Regions from separate parts of the Rattus norvegicus genome. Here region 2 is linked to region 1. Evidence: chromatin contacts called from public Hi-C data. All regions are on one chromosome and are shown on one strand. Each heading gives the region's core, a stretch centred on a gene start, on an enhancer-like site or on the middle of the called end of the contact. The rest is flanking DNA. Distances are from core to core; before and after follow the strand shown.

Region 1 (5,324 bases), core at 1,268-3,767:
GTGTGGCTGTGAAGAGCTTCAGCAGCTCCAGCAATGACCCCACCCACCGCTGGATCAGTTTCTCTTTTCTAGGAGATCCTCCCCACTACCCTTCCTCTTGCCCGCCCCACCAAGCCCTGCTGCTCCAAGCTTGCTTCTGTTCAATCATTTATTGACTTTAAAATTGAAGCCAATTCTGGTTTGAAAAAAAAGAAAGAAAAGAGAGAGGGGGTAAGGGGGTATAGAGAGAGTCCAAGAGTGAAAGGGGGGAGGCCAGAGCCAACCAGAGACAGGGACAGCTAGAAATACAGAAGGACAGAGATGACAAGGAACAGACAAAGAGCGGAGATAGAGGAAAAGAAAGAAAGAAAGAAAGAAAGAAAGAAAGAAAGAAAGAAAGAAAGAAAGAAAAAAGGCCAGCCAGCGAAAGAGGTTGTTGGAAAAGCAAAGATGGGAGGCAAACTATGGCAGTAGAAAGGTTTGCGAAAAAGAGACATGGCGGAGAGGCAGGGACAGCCAGACCCTGATGACCGAAGGCTGCCAAGGACCCTAAGCAAAGGGGTTTCCCTGCCCACCATGCAGGGCTGGCAGACTGGTGAGATTGTGCCCACTCCCCTCCCAGGCAGCCTGGCATGTGCAAGATGTAACACGCACAGATTGGAGCCCGTATTCCCTTCTGGAGTGCCACAGAGCCAAGCCGAGGCCATCACCCCAAATCTGGGGGCCATCCCAGTCCCTCCGTAGCCTTGGCACCAGTGTATCAGCTGGTATTTTCTCTCCAACGGTGGGTGCTTCACCTGACCCATGGGTGAGGAGGGGGCAAGCCCAGATGTCTGGCGACGTTGGAGTGGAGGTAGGCTAGCAGCTTGGTAGATGAGGTAGCTGCTGGAACATGGGGTCTTTGTCCCACTACACAGCCATAGAGATGAGCAGATCACCAATCACCCTGAAGGTAGCCACAGCTCAGACCTAGATAGCTGACCAGGTCCTCCTGCGGGGAACCCAACATAGGGTAGCTGACAACTTGAAGGAACAGACCCATACTGCTATGGTGGTCAGATTGGCAGGGCAGGCGAGCATGGGCTCCTCCAGTGACACACACTTGCGTGTGATTTATACTGGAAGACACATCATCTCGCCCGGTCATCTGTGTTTGTGCCACGAAGTCTGGCCACTGCCAGCCTACAGGAGTCACATACAGATTCTAGACACACAGACACACAGACAACTAGTACCTGGGACTACAAGAGCGCTGAGTCGTTGGAACTGCAATCCACCTGCATATACCTTCTTGCCCTTCAAAACATCCTGGCATGCTCCTCGTATACTTGGTCATTTATATACACCATGGGTGTGTGTTCCCACTCTAAGGTGGTGGCACTTTCAGCACTCGTCTGAAAGGGCCCTGGCTTTAGCAAAGGGGGCCATTAGGGACTCAGGGTTGGCCTAGAGAGTTCCCACAGACAGGCCTGGCCAGCATGCAAGACTTAGACAACCTCTACAAATCCCCTCTGCCTGCTGAAATCTGTCACCTGCCCTGGTCTGGTTCTGCAGATAGAGCTGTGAGGGCCCCTCTAGATCTGGGCTGGTCTGGCTGGTGCCCTCTCAGAGCCTGGAGTCGCAGCTAGAAAGAGAGGGGTGGCAAATCAGGCATGCTCCAGGCCTCAGCCTCCGCTATACACTGCGCAGGGAACTTCGCTGGAGGCGGGACGCGTTCTCGCGCTCGCGCTCCCGAAGCACGCCAAGGTCGGCGCTGCTGTGCCCGAGGCTGACCCGACGGCTGATCCCAACAGGTTCGACCTGCGGTGGCCACCGCTGCTCCCCCCTTCCCGCCTGCGGGTGGCGGACCGGGATTCCTCCGGACACTTCCAGGTCCACGCCGCGGCGGTCCTGGTCTTTGAGACCGGAAAGTTTGCACGGATGAAAGTTTGGGGCCGGGGAGCCGCGTCTGCAAACGTCCAGGATCCGCAGAGAGGCGCGGCCCGGGCTGGCAGCACGCCCGTCCCTCCCTCCCCTCCCCTGCCCCTCCGAAATTTGGGAGCCCCGCCATTTTCTCAGCCCCGCTCCCATGCGAGGCCTGAACAAAGACTTTGGGGAGACGCCCGGGCCGCCCGGGGCACCCCAGCCGCACGCAGAGCAGCTGCCCACACGCCCGCCACTGCCACCCCGGGGCGGCAGCGCCGCGCCGCGCGCAGGGAACGCCGCCCGCCCGTGCTCCCCGGCGCCCCGGGGCCACTCTGCCTCCTGCCGCCGTGTCACCCTGCCCGCCCGCGCTTGCCACCACGCCGCGTCGCCGCGCAGCAGCAGGGGTCCGCTGTCCGCCGCGCCCCGCCGCGCGCGCTCGCCCCTCGCCCCCTCTCCACGCACTCCCGCCGCGCGCCCCGGGGCAGCGCCCCCGCGCCCCGCCCGCTGCCCGCGCGCCTGCGGGACCCCAGCCCGGCCCTCCCGGGGCGCGGGGGCGGCGGCCGGTACCTGGGTGAGGCAGTACGGGGAGTACATCGCTGGGCGCCCGGGCGCGAGCGCAGAGGCCGGCCGCGGCGAGGGCAGGCCCGGCAGGCGGCGTCGCGCTGGCTGGCACTCGGGCTCCGGCTCCGCTGCTCCGGCCTCCGCCGCGCGGCGCCCGCCCGGCCCGCGGCCCCGCTCGGCCCGCCGCCGCTCCGCGCTCACAGGCTCGGCCCCGCGGGCTCCGGGCCGCCGCCGCGCTCGCCGCTGCCTCTCGCGTCCGCCGCCGCCGCCGCCGCCGCCGCCGCGCGTCTACTCCATGCCGCCGCCGCTCGGCCGCTCGCCCTCGCCCGCCACCGCCGCCGCCGCCGCCGCCGCCGCGCTGTGAAAGTGAAAGTTTAGACAAAGTTTGGAAGCGGCGCACTCCGGGGAGAGGGAGCGGGCGGGCGGCGCGGGCGGGAGGAGGGGCGCGGGGAGGGGCGGGCGGGGCGGGTGAGCGCGGCCGGCGCGCACACACATGCACACACGCACACACGCACACACACATACACGCGGGGACGCACACCGACGCGGCCGCCCCGACACGTGCTGGCCGGCGTTCGGGCGCCGACACACGCTGACACGCAGCAGGGCTTGGACGGGCACAAATGTCACGAAGGAACGCAGGGACTAGTCCTCATGAAGTCACAGCAGACGGCGGTGCACACCGGGCACAGACACGAGCAAGAGCCACACACCACCTACTGTCACATGTCCCAATGCAGACCGACGCTGAGAGCCGCACTAACATACATGCGCGTGCCACACACGTCCCTGCAGAATACTGACACACACAGGATCACATAGCCATACCTTGTCACCCCGGACACACAAGGACACACCAACACACAGCCAAGCCAAAATATCTTGGAAGACAGCTGTGGCAACCCAGACACAGGGTGACACTGACACATGGGAGCCCCCATACAAAGGACACAAAGTATCACTGTACAGGGGCACACACTGCACGTATCACACATTGTGTTGCACAAATATACCCCAGGCCTAGGGTACGCTGATCTACAATCCTGATAGCAAAACAGTTGGCAGGTTCTGTGTAGACTCTCCCAAGTCAGTCAGTCTGTCTGTCTGTCTGTCTGTCTGTCTGTCTCTCTCTCTCTCTCTCTCTCTCACACACACACACACACACACACACACACACACACACACACACCACCCTTAGCCTTCATATGTCTCTCGTACCTTTGCACATATCCTGGGACTTAGGAACATTATCTGTATTGTGGTGAAGCTCCAGCCTCTGTTGCAGGCCCAGGACCCCCCACTTCCACTGGAGCTGGGAATAAGGTGGGGTGGGGCGGGGTGGTTTGGCAAATGTCTGCAATCCCTCCACTCAGAAGCTCCAAGAGGAAGGTTAAGACTGAGCTGTAAACCAGCCTGAGCTACAGAGTTTGAGGCTGGCTTGGCCTGTATACTGAAACCCTGTTTCAAAAAAAACAAGCAAGGAACAGAGGGAGAAAGGGAAAGCCTTCACAGAGAGGGAGGGAGGGAAGGAAGAAGTGGGGAAGACGGTGCTGGGCACTCTGAAGGAGGGCACAGAGAACTCTTGGGTGACCCTAGGTTGGGTGGGAAGGCTGTGCCTCAGTTCCCAGGCAGCTCCTAGCAAGGCACAGCTCCTTCCCATTGCCAGGTGCAGCCAGCACCTTGTCAGCCTCCTGAGCCAAGGAGCTGTGGCAATTCTCAGTAATGCATTGTCTAATGGGGGGTGGTATAGGTGCCCAGGTGTGCGTGGGTGAGTGTGTAGGGGCTGACAAGGCACAAGGATGTGCGTGCATAAATGTCCCTGAATGCTATGCCCCTTGTCCTAAAACCTCTGAGATAGGGCGGCAGGCGATGTGCCTGGGGTGTCTGGTGTGGGTCTGAGCAGGGCCAATTTTTTTTTTATACTCAGTATATTCTGAGTAGTGGCGTGGGTGTGGCTGTACCCATGGATGTGTCTGTGAGTCAGCAAAGGTGTCTTCCACCTCTCTAGGCGAAACACAGGGGACGTGGTGGGACAGGGAACACTGATCATTGATGGAGATATGAGTGTGACTGACAGGAGGTGAGGCCACAGGACACCGGGGTGTGTCCGCACTGACCCAACATATCAGTGCAGCCACACTGGAGATCTGTAGCATGTTTTCCGTGTGTGTGTGTGTGTGTGTGTGTGTGTGTGGTGTGTGTGTCCCAGCAGGTAAGTGTCCAGAGGTCACAGAAGGACTGCCTGTGAGAAGGCTTCACATGCATTTGTTTTCCTGTGGGACCCATCCAATAGAGAAGATCTGTGTGTACCAGAGCAGGCCAAGGATGGATGTCTGTGTCCAGGATATGGGTCTCTGTGTGTCAGCCCATGCCAGTAAGTGTACATAAGAGCATCTCAGTGGGGGATTGGGGATTTAGCTCAGTGGTAGAGCACTTGCCTAGCAAGCGCAAGGCCCTGGGTTCAGTCCCCAGCTCCGGAAAAAAAGAAAAAAAAAAAAGAGCATCTCAGTGGATAAATAGCTGTGTGTATCAGACAATGCTAACATGCCCAACTGGATGTGAGCATATGTGTTTGTGCACCAGGCATTGGATGCCTTTCTTGGATGCCAGGTATGTGCCTGTATGTTAGCCCATGTAACATATTTTATATGTTCAAACTCAAGGTCATCCTGTCTACACAGTCCATAGCTGTGTACGGTCAGAATGTATCAGGTATGTTTCCATGTGTCAGACCATGTCAGTGTGTATGTGTGCATAGCTGGTGTGCATGTGACATGCTGTGCTTCTGTGTCTATGTATGTGAAAACAGTGTAGGAGTTGGGGGTGTGGTTCCGTTGGTAGAGTGCCTTTCTACCATCCATGAAGCCCTGGCTTCAATC
Region 2 (5,324 bases), core at 1,797-4,296, 63 kb before region 1:
CTCTTCTGTCCGAGTCTAAACCTTCCCGGAAAGGAACTAGGCTGCTGGAGAACTATGTGGGTCCTATACCAACCGGGAGACCCTGACTTTATCCTAGCACAGAGGAGAGACAAAGGGAGACATCTAGGCAAAGGGAGACAGAAGAAGGCAGGCAAGCGATGGCACATTCAACTCAAGTAAGCTCCATGTTCCAGAGCTTCCCGGTCCAGTGGCCTTGGCTGCTCGGCTGCAGGTAACGGTTAGCACCTGCCTGCTGGGTCTCTGGATAAAGAGCATGGACCACAGCTCCTGGCCCAAAGCCTGGCTCTGAGCAGCAGTTCCCTAGACTCTGCTGGTTCTTATATGCAATCGCCATTTCTCATCTCCACTTGATGAAATGCTACCATCTCCCCACCCCCGTCAGGCTCTGCTCAGATGCCACCTCAGCTCACCGGTGACATACATCTGAGACTGCAGTTTTTTTGGACCCAGAGGCCCCCCGTAGTGAGTGATGGGGCCTGGATCACTACCTTCTGTGAAGAGCAGCAGAGGGGGTTTCTCAGCCACTAAAGGGCAAACACAGACGCACCCATGATATAGGTATGTCCTCCCCACAGCAGTCCTTAGTAAATGGTCTGAGGCTGCTCACCACATGGGGAGGGATGGGGAAAGACCCCAGGAGATGGGCAAGGCCAAGAGAGAAGTGGGGAGCACAGGGCTTGCCCTTGGATTCTGAGGTTCCAACAACCTGCTCTGCCCTCCCCTGCCCTGCCCTGCCCCGCTCTGCCCTGCTCAATCCTGGAGTGGAGAGAGCTGAAGAAACCAAAAGCACAGACCCTGGCCTAGGATGGCAGGCACCACCTCCTGCTGCCCGCAGCCCTGCCTTCTTTATAGACAAACCCACTCCTGGCAAGGTTGGCTGGTGCCATAGTTTGCCGGCAGCCGTGTCTAGCATTTCTGAGGGCTTGGATCCAGGGATCACATGACAATGGGGTCCAGACATGTAGCCCCTAGCCTAAGAACTGCCCCTCCTCAAGGTGCTGGGTAGAAACCGACAGTGGGGAATGCTTTCAGTACACCACAAGCCAGAGAAAAGCAGTGTTGGGGATGGGGAACGTGTGCCCACCCCACCCCCCGCCCCAGTTTGGGACCCGTGAAGCTGAGCCCCGCCCCCACTCCCTCTATTTCAAGCATTGCCCTTTCTGGACCTTTGAGTTGCCCAGGCCAGCCTGGGCCAGGCCAGGCCAGGCTGGGCTAGCCAGATACCCACCCCCATCCCCAGCTGCTCCTGAAGCTATTAATAGTGTTTCCCCTTCCCAGGGCTGGGTAGCACCCCCCACACCCCAGCCAAACACATTTGCCCTTGGTCCGATTACTCAGGAAGGGAAGTAGTCAGTCCCTAATGCCAGCCCTAGGATGAGAGGGGCGACGGAGGCTCTGAAGGTCACATAGGTCGCTGCCTGGGACCAGCAGGAGCTCCAAGGAAGAGGCAAACCCTAGCCCAGGAGCATAATATAGAAGGGAAGACCTAGGGAAGGAATTAGGGCCAGGCCAAGCAGCATTGTGGGGGGTTGTGGGGAGGCCCATGCCAAAAGCCAGAGGAAGCCAGAGGAGGCAAAGGAGGCAGCCGGGGAGAAGCTGAGTGAACTGCTTCTTGCTGCTAGTCTATGTGAGGAAGAGCATTCGGCAGGGGCTGAGCTGGGACTGGGAGCCTCCATGCCCACCCACAAGATTTCAATGGAGCAAGAGGAGGAGGTAGAAGAGGAGGGGGGAGGAAGAGGAAGAAAATGTGAGAAGAGAGTCCTCTCAGCTTAGTATAGAGAAAGCCCCCAAGCTGCAGCCTTTTTACCATAGGACATGGAGCCCAAGGGACAGAGATGGAGGGACAGGACATGAGCCTCTGCACCTCTGCTACCCTGGGCTTCTCTAGTCCTCCTGCGGCCCACTCCTGTCCATGAATGCTGGGGACTTAGTGGAAAGAATATAGGAGAGCCCACCTGCCTTGACTCACCATAAAGGGCAGGCTGCATTGAAATCCCCACCCCTGGCCACCTCCCCTCTGGCTGTGGGCAGAAAGAGGGGCAAACACAGACACATCCCATAACCAGATATTTCAGCAGGACTCAATTCCCACCTACAGGCCTAGCAGTCCTGTCTTCAAACCTTACCCGCTGGGTACCCTCCGGCTGGGCCAGCACTGGCAGACAGGCCTGAACCATCAGCCCCATGAGGCTAAGGCCTCGTGACTGTGCTCACTGCTTCGTCTTTACCACCTCTCAAAGACTCAGAGCCCTTTCTAGATCCTTCTTGCAACCGTGGCTTCTACCCTGATGCACCCCTTAGGGGACAGAGCACCGCTAGCTGGCACCTTCCTCCCCTGCTGAAGATAGGCTGTATTCCTGTCTCCACCTTTAACCCTGTAAACCTGAGCCGAGCCTCCCATCAAAGGATTCGATGGACAGGAGGAGCCCAGGTTAGGCAAGACAAGAGAGTACTCTGCCCATGGCCTACTCCTCTGCCACTTTAGAGACCCAAAGGCTGCAAGAGCCATTTAGACAAGACATGAAGGACCTGGGATCTTGACTCTAAGTGTTTGTGTTGTTGGTTTTTTAAAATAAAAGCTTCTCTGCTGCTATTTTATTATTATTAATTATTATTATTGGGTTTTTTCAGACACTGTGGCTCTGGCTGTTGTGGAACTGATTCTGTAGACCAGGCTAGCCCTGAACACAGAGATCTGCCTGCTTCTGCCTCCAGATTGTTGGGATCAAAGGGGTGCACTAACCATGCCTGGCTAACTCTGAATCTCTGGCCTAATGCAATACAGCTTGGACCCACGCAGATGAGATGTCAAGTGGGGACTTGACTTTCACTAAGGATGATTTCATAGAAAGTACTACGTACGTATACATTGAACTCGGAATACAATGACTAATCCACCTATCCAGCGGGCTAGCAGGTGCCAAAGGTCCTTAAGGATCCCGCGGGGGCTCAAGGAGCTTCACGTTGCACTCCCCAACAAGGTAGCTAGGTGGCGCAGCGAGTTAACACTAGCTGCCCTCTACCGGTCACAGTAGGGCGAGCTCATGGGGTGCTGGCCCAGAAGTTCCGTAGACGGTTCCCTCTGAACAGGCGCTGGGCCCAGCAGGAAGGGCAAGAACCCAGCATGACCACCAGACCTCACGTCTGTATCTGGACGGACGGAGCTGCCTGAGACAGCGGCTCCCATGACTGCACAAGCACATCCCGGGATGTGATCAGGGCTGCGATCGCCACGCACCTTGAATAGGATCAGCTTGCAGTGGGGAACCGGATGGAAGGAGGCCTCCAAGAGGGAGGTGGGTGAGGAGAAGCAGAAGGTGAGGCTGCCAGGTGTTTGGACCACAGGGGTGTGATCCTTGGGCCCATCCGGGCCCCAGTAAGCTGCTTCCCACTTGAGAGTTGTCTGTTGTTGACCCTAAGAGTGCTCCCAAGGTACTCTGAATGCCCTCACCTCTTGGTGCTAACTTGTCTTTACACTTGGAAAGGAAAAACCCTACCACCCACACTGCAGGAGTGAAAAGATGGAGACTGAAAGCCAGATTAGGAAAATGGAGACGTCAAGGAGAGAAAAAAACAAACAAAAACAAAAACAAAAGCACAGCAACACTTGGGCTCTTGAGGAAAGCAGAAACAGGCAGGCACACCCTCCCGGCTGCAAGCAGAGAAAGGCCCCTTTGTTCCGCCTAGAGGTTAGTTGAGGTGAGGCCAGCCCTGCAGCCCCCCTGACCCTGGGTAGTACAGATTACTTCGAAGGGTCTGGCTAAGCCTGGCTGCTTCCGCATCCACTGGCCAGTCCTTGACCTCAGCACAGAGTGGAGGGAAGCAGCCCCTACCCACTGGGCTTCGGAAGGGCCCATCCCTGCGGTGGTTCCCTGGATGTCTTCACTGCTTTCTGTTAAGAGGGAAGAGGGGCTTAAGCTTAAGCTTAAGCTTGGGGCTTCCTCTGAGCTGTGGACTTGGGGCAGAGCAGTGGCAGGACCCAGCAGTGCTGTGCTGGGAAATGGCTCTAGGGAGGCTGGCCTAATGGTCTTCTAGTCCTCACTCCTGATGAGCCTTTTCCAGTGACCAAAATTAGACTGATAAGGACTTCTCAGAGCAAGCCTTGACAATGCCCGAGACCCTGGCAAAGCAGAGACTGAAATGGGAATGCATGCCAGAGGAGACAATACTCTAAGGGACAGTAGTCAGTTTGCTGCACCCTACCCCACCTAGTTACCGTGAGGAAGGGCTTCCGTTCCCAGCACCCTGAGCCTCCACAGGGCTACTGGCCTCAGTATCAAAAGCAAGCCATTCCTATCTCTCAGTTAGCAGCCAGTGGTTTAAATTTAGCAAAGACTGAAAGACTGCTTCACACCCCCTACCCCCCAAAACAGGGTTTCTCTGTGTAGCCCTGGCTGTCCTGGAACTCACAGAGGTCTGTCTACCTCTGCCTCCTGAGTGCTGCGATTAAAGGCCTGTGCCACTTCCTAATCTGCAGTACCTTGCAGTTACCGTGCAAATAGAGGATGAGAACCTGGAGGAGAGACTGGCCTGTTATCCCTGACAGTGCCCCAACCTCAGTCTGGAAGCACCTTCTCAGGAGGCCCCGGCTGGCTCTCAACTCTTACCAGCTGAGCATTGGGGTAACATGGGGAGAAAGCAAGCGAATGGGAGGGATGTCTCTGTGCATGATCTTTGGCAAGGGAGATCCTGGCTGGAGAGAAAAGGAGGAAGGGACAGCTTGCACAGGGGGCCTGAGTGGCTGCCTCCTGCCTCATGTAAGAAAGTGCAGCTCAGATACACAATGTCCTGCCAAACCCAGCCCCTTAATTCAATTAAGCGCAGGACCAACTTCCTAGATTGTTCTGTGTGCCAGTGCCTGTGAATGTCCTGATGTGTGTGATTCCTGAGATCTGTGAGTGTGCGTGTGTGCACGCGGTGTGTACAGATGTGTCCTGACCCCGGAAGAAGATGAGGAGAGGAAAAGGGAATAAAGAAAGAAAGAACTGAAATCTTGGAAGGATGAATGTCTTCTTAACCTTCATACTGTGGACCCTGAGACCAGAACACTATCTGGGGTGCTGTGTGTGGGCCGCCCATGTGTGGCTCATCCCAGGCCTCTGCTCATTTGGTGCTAAGCCTCCTGCAAACCCCAACCAAAATGTCTGCACAATCACAAAGGTTTGCAGGGGCCTAGGCTGCCTTTCTTAGGGCAGCTGTAGAATCCTGTGGTTCCACGCATGCACCAATAGGTCTTTCTCACATCTGCCCTGCTGTATGTTCGTGGCCAGCCTCTTTTCTTTGAGCTACAACCCCACCTGGTC

The links. A called contact is a pair of places that touch in the nucleus more often than the background predicts.
Region 2: a Hi-C map of psoas muscle shows a contact between it and region 1, with 4 times the contacts expected there. The contact joins the enhancer-like site here to the promoter of Nfix in region 1. A contact is called at or near these places in 3 of 12 Hi-C or Micro-C datasets (the A7r5 cell line, Schwann cells and psoas muscle).

What each region holds. Positions count from the first base shown.
Region 1 is chr19:40,257,532-40,262,855 of GRCr8, reverse strand. Nfix (nuclear factor I X) reads right to left here and starts at 2,517. Exons shown (of 10, transcript NM_030866.1): 1 at 2,452-2,517. The coding sequence starts at 2,478.
Region 2 is chr19:40,321,418-40,326,741 of GRCr8, reverse strand. The region is part of intron 2 of Nfix (nuclear factor I X); the gene reads right to left. LOC102546551 (a long non-coding RNA gene) reads left to right here. Exons shown (of 3, transcript XR_005496695.2): 2 at 404-579; 3 at 2,120-2,614. Among named protein-coding and RNA genes, the nearest start is that of Lyl1, 36 kb to the left of the region's middle. Within about 2 kb of position 3,046, at least 28 of the 93 cell types and tissues checked have an H3K27ac peak or open chromatin away from gene starts, as enhancers often do. A contact at or near this core is called in Schwann cells, where this site is marked.